2 separate regions of the Sus scrofa genome follow, and region 2 is linked to region 1. Evidence: chromatin contacts called from public Hi-C data. All regions are on one chromosome and are shown on one strand. The core of a region is the stretch at or near the end of the contact, and the rest is flanking DNA. Distances in the headings are between cores, read along the strand shown. Region 1 holds the start of OGFRL1 (opioid growth factor receptor-like protein 1). Region 2 has its middle 27 kb from the start of MIR30C-2.

What was found. Hi-C and Micro-C count contacts between places; a contact is called where the count stands out from the background.
Region 2: a Hi-C map of liver shows a contact between it and region 1, with 2.3 times the contacts expected there. The contact joins the enhancer-like site here to the promoter of OGFRL1 in region 1. A contact is called at or near these places in 3 of 47 Hi-C or Micro-C datasets (heart right ventricle, liver and skeletal muscle) and 1 of 2 datasets of contacts at active chromatin or transcription factors (alveolar macrophages).

Annotation. Positions count from the first base shown.
Region 1 is chr1:51,311,580-51,314,367 of Sscrofa11.1, forward strand. It overlaps OGFRL1 (opioid growth factor receptor-like protein 1), which reads left to right and starts at 1,409. Exons shown (of 7, transcript XM_003121264.5): 1 at 1,409-1,821. The coding sequence starts at 1,555.
Region 2 is chr1:51,355,050-51,357,837 of Sscrofa11.1, forward strand. No RefSeq gene overlaps it. Among named protein-coding and RNA genes, the nearest start is that of MIR30C-2, 27 kb to the right of the region's middle. Within about 2 kb of position 1,417, at least 2 of the 83 cell types and tissues checked have an H3K27ac peak or open chromatin away from gene starts, as enhancers often do. A contact at or near this core is called in alveolar macrophages and liver, where this site is marked.

The DNA of each region.
Region 1 (2,788 bases), core at 159-2,658:
TGAAAATCTTCCATGTTTTATTTCCCAAAGCAAGCCTCTAAGGTCAGCCCTGATTCAAATAATGGGGAATTAGACTCTGACTCTCATTGGGAGGAGAGCAAAGAACTGTTCTGATTAAAACCAGAACAGTTTTAATCTACATATGGACCAAGTGCTGGAGCACCTGGGCATAGCAACTACCACTAGACTCTCTTTTCTGGAAAGCCTATGGCTAGATGGACAGCATTTATTTCTGCAATGTGTTCTGGTCCTCTGAGGGTAGAAGATGAATCCAAATCCCGGATACCACCAGTTGGATTGGTGTGTTCTACTGCAGCCCCAGTTTTTCTTCACTAAGCACTTATGTCAAGTCTTTTTGTGTGTCTCATCTATTTATGTGTTTATTACTTATTAGCTTTAGATCATTCATGGATCATAGAAAGTCAGAACTTCAAGGGACCCTAAAGAGAAAATCTGGCCCTATTTTATAAATAAGGAAATTTAGGTTTAAAGTAGCTTGGTGATTTGTCTAAGGTCAGAAACTCATTAGGGAGGGAGCCACAGTCACAGTGCTTAAAGAGAGGCAATCTTGACTTAAGTGTGGAAGGGGGATCCTGTTTCCAACTCTTTCCCTAGAAACAGTCCATCATCCTTGATGTGGTCTTCTAATCCACGACGAAACATTTACAAAGAAACTATTTATTTCCAGTACAGCGATTTGATCTTATATGGAAACTGTTTTCTTAGTACACATTCAGCAGATGTGGCTTCCTAGAATCACAAGGTAAGGTCATGATACAAAGTTTACAGCAGTCACTTGTTCGAGCTTGCCGTTTTATCTCTTCTCCTTTGATTTAGAGAACAGACCAAGGGGCCAAGGACTCTGAGTTGTTATTCTACTCTGAGCACAGATTTAGAGTGGGTGTTAGTGAAAGCATCCACAGATGAATGTGAAAGTCTGGTTGTTTTTGCTGCTTTTGCTCTTCAGTTGAGGGAGTAGCCAAGTTTGACTCTCTGCTCCACGGGGACTGCAGGTGGCTGCCCCAGCTGCAGTAGCGGGAGCTGGGATTTTCTGTTGATGTGGTGCCTGGTGCTGGTGAGCAGCTTCTTTCCTCTGCTGCGGCCAGTTCCTCTTTCTCTTGGACTAGCCAGGTTAGGGGGCGGAGTGGGGACCAGACTCATCCGCAGACGGTGACACCTCCCCCCTAACGTCCCGGAGCTGGGCGGGATCAGGAGGCTCGAGGGGCGGGGAGGTGCCCGGGCTGGGGCGGCAAACCTTGATCCGCTTCGGGGACATTAGAGGCAGCGGGGGGCGGGCCTTCCGGGGGACCAAGAGGCGAGCTCGGCGCGCGCGGGGGCCGGGGAGGCGGGGAGCGATGGGCGGGCTCGGGCGCGGGCGGCGGCCCCGGGGCCGTGGGCTCCTCCCCGCCCTGCGCCCGCCGCCGCTCGCCGCGCGCAGGCTGTGCGGGCCGGGCGCCGAGGTGCCGCCCAGCGCCCTGGCCGCGGCAGTGCCCGGGCCCTAGCGCCGCTGCCCACACCCGTAGCCGCAGCTCGGGGCCCCCGCCCGCCTCTCCGATGGGCAACCTGTTCGGCGGGGTCAGCGCGCGCGAGCCCACCACTGTGGAGGACTGCGACTCTACCTGGCAGACCGACTCGGAGCCCGAGCCTGAGCCCGAGCCCGAGCCGGAGGAGCCGGGGCCAGGCGGTAGCGAGGGCCCGGGGCGGGAGCCCGTGCAAGCTCCGGAATCCGCGGAGCCCCCGGAAACCCCAGAGCGAGCCGGCGGCCGGCCCCGCGCCAGCCCCGCGCCAGACGGGGACGCAGAGGCAGAGGGCGCCGAGCAGGTACGCGGTCGCTGGGGCCTTGGGCCTCGGGGCGGGGGGCTGGGTGGGGGTGGAGGGACGTTTCCGTGGAGGGGCACAGACCGGGTAAGCCCCGTGCTCAGGGCCTGCGTGGGGTCGCCCGCTCCTCCCGTTAGCTGGCCTGGGGCCTGAACCCGGGCGCGACGAGGAAGTCCCTGCGGGCAGAGCACAACTTGAAGTGGTGTCTTCTCTGCCTCCGTAGCCCAGCCAGGGGATGGAAGGTGGGGTGGGAGGAACCTGCCTCGACACAGAGGAGTGTGAAAATCGGTCCAGTGCGTGTTAGTGGTAAAAATCAGCCAGAATGAGGTGAGATTGCGATGGAGCAGTAAGCCCTCTCCCCTACAGCAAGTTCTTCAGCCGTGAGATTCTCGTAGAAGGTCCCCATCCGACGTTAAAACACCACAGTTTCTATTCCAAGTAAGGCCTTCCAACCTGGAGTTCAGGGCACGCTTCAACAATCTTATTTCACCCAGAAGACTTGTTGATCCAGCTGTGCTTTAAGTCATTTGCCCCACTACAATTCGGATGGGAGGTTAGTAAGGAAATAAACATCCCTTTTAACCTCTGATGGACCGAAAATAATTCCGAAAATTTTAAAAGGAAAAACTGCATAGCCAAGCCTATGAAGAAATGTGCCTCGCAGCTCTTCCAGGCTGGTGGTTCTGCATCAGGCCCTCTTCGTTATCAGCTTTAGGGGGCTGAGAGTGGGAAAAATTGGAGCCCAAAGTCTAATGCAAACACAGGGCTCTTGGGTAGAGAAGATGAGTCCTATTTTACAGGAAGACTGCCTCGTACATCTTGATGATCATCTCTGTTTAGGTCAGGAGGAAACAGACTTAGTGTAGGGTCTGTGCTAAACATGTTATTTCCATCAACTGCAATTTTGGGGGTGGGGTGGTAGTTGCTGTCTTCAATCCCCATTTTAGAGAAAACTGAAGCTTAGAAGAAG
Region 2 (2,788 bases), core at 167-2,666, 43 kb after region 1:
ACTGAACATTTTGTAACAACCTATAATGGAAAAGAATCTGAAAAAGAATGTATATATTATATATTTATATGTGTTAGTTTCAGGGATACAGCAAAGTGATACAATTAAACATATATCTTTGTAATAATATATATTTTTTATTTTTTAATTACTTTTTTTGTCTTTTTAGAGCTGCACCCACAGCACATGGAAGTTCCCGGGCTATGAGTTGAATCAGAGCTGCACCTGGCACCATTCACCACAGCCACAACACCACCAGATCTGAGCCACATCTGCTACCTATACCACAGCTCACGGCAATGCTGGATCTTTAACCCACTGAGTAAGGCCAGGGATCGAACCCACATCCTCATGGATACTAGTCAGATTCTTAACCTGCTAAGCTGCCATGAGAACTCCTCTATCTATAATATGTATTTTGTATATATATGTAATTATATATACACACACATATAAATGAATAACTTTGCCATATACCTAAAACACAACATTGTAAATTAGCCATACTTCAATTAAAAAATAAATAAATCTTGAAAGAATATATTTGATCTGGGAAAGATAAATTTATGGTGTGGCAACTAAATAATCTATGTCTAAGGTAATTAATATAAATGATAATTTTTGCTATGAATTTGTTCCAGAAGCTAGGACAGAGATTGAGTTAGAGTCTGTCTCTTCTGTGTGCTGGATAAAGGTCCCAGGCCATTGACCTTGGCCACAGGCCTGTTCTGAACCTTGCAGGGAAGGCCACGGCCCTGCCATTTGTAAATGGCACAGGCCCGGACCGCCTGTCCCTTGCTATCTTTCCACTGCTAATGTCACGAAACACCTCTGGCAGGATAAATAACTTTATTATGAAGCTGTAAAGTAGAGCAAGTTATTAATATTATATGCATTGCATTCTATTCAATTTCTTCTCCCTAATTGGGACAGATCTCCCGATCTCCTCATATTCTGGAAAACATATCCATGAAACTGCTGAGTAGCATGTATCGAATGAACTGAATTACGAAACCCTATAGCTGTTGGAGATTTTGATTGGAAGCTTGTTTTAATAAGTTCAGGTTTACTTCTGAGATGCTTGTTTTCTTTCAGAATTCAATTGATTAAGGGAGCCTAAGTCTCAGCGGTAACTACAAGAAATTAGATTTCGCTGTGAAGTATAAACAGGACTGCGATGGATGATATGAGGCTCTGAGCATTGTCAGGAGGCTGGCAGTCAGCTTTGTTGTGGGAGGTAATTGACACTGAAAGCTGTTGAAAATTGAGGTTTCAGGAGCAGGCCCAAGTCAATGACGTTTGTTTCATCCAACGTTTTTGAATAAGACATTCATGGCCCTGTTCTAGTACCACATTATGAAGCCCAAGTTTAGGCAACACATTAACTTCCTCTGCAGTAGCAGAAGTTAAATTAGAAGAAAACAAAATCCCCTCCAGATCAGCGTACTTACTCTTTGAGGAACAGAGGCAGAAAGGGATCTGCAGACACTATAGACTGAACTCTGCTGGACATGGGTTTAACCTCTTGGGCCATTAATAACTATGAGTTGAATTTTCTTATTTTTCCATATTTAAGGATTGAGAGTCTATGCTGTTCTTTTTGATAAGCTGATTAAAAGACAAAACTCCCTGAAAAGACTCAGGATGCTAGGTTCTTGTCCTGGGTTTTCCACCAGCTCAAAATATCATCAGTGTCTGTGTCCCCAGTGACAGGAAACACCGGCGTCATGACATGGGTGTGCACAGTCCTTCCCCAGGGCGTGGCAAGGAGCATGCAGTCCCAGCTCACCGGCAGGGAGCAGGCTGACTGTCTTCTCTTCCACTAGCCAAACGTCACTATTGTGTTGCGAGTAACAGACTACGGTGACACACCTCCAACTAATGGTGACCCACTGGGTCTCTTCATCCTGATGGGATTTGCCCCTCAGGCGGTCTGGCTGACCATGAATGAATTACAAATTTCTCTGGTTTCTACTTCCCTTACTTGTAGGCCCCTGCCAGTTTTAAATTTCTGCAAGCATGGTAACCAAGCCAAAAGAAGCCTCTGTATATTTCTACCAGGCTAGCATAAGAAATTGCCATGCTTGTTAAGTCTCATGGTTCTTCTTCCAACACCAAATTCTGAAATTGATAGTGGCAGGGGGTATGATTTAGAGCATGTAGTTATTCTCGGTGGCCTTTAACTATAAGGCTATGGCTGCTCCCTTGAAAATATTCTAACTTTCTTTAATGTCTGTGTTGGATCTACCAGCCATTAATGCATAATGAACCCAACAACATTATGATATAAATATTAGTGTGGGATAATAAAAATTTACAGTTGCCATGCATGCCAGACATCAGGACACCAGCCCAGAAATCCTATGAGAGCTTGTCTTTTGGTCTGTTTTGTTCAGATTCTCAGAGCTTGGCACAGAGGGCATGTCCAGTAGTATTTGTTGAGTCAACTAACAACTTCTGTAGTAATGGCAGTATTTAAAGTAGTGATGTCTTTTTTTTTTTTTTTTGTATTAATAGACTGACTCATTGTTTACATGTGAAAAAAAAATCTGACTTGAATGAACTTAAGTGGAAAGAAAAGATGCTCTCGTGTGACCAGTCCTGGGATGGAGATTGGTGCCTGGCCTTAGAAGAAATATTTAGGGACCCAAATCAATAAGCTTTCTGTCTCCATCTCTCATTCTTGATTTGTTCTGAAGCCTCCATGAGGTGACTCAAGGCCTCAGGAAGCACCTCGACTTACATTTTAGGTTTGCTGTCAAGGAGGTACCACCTCTTTAGTTTTAGT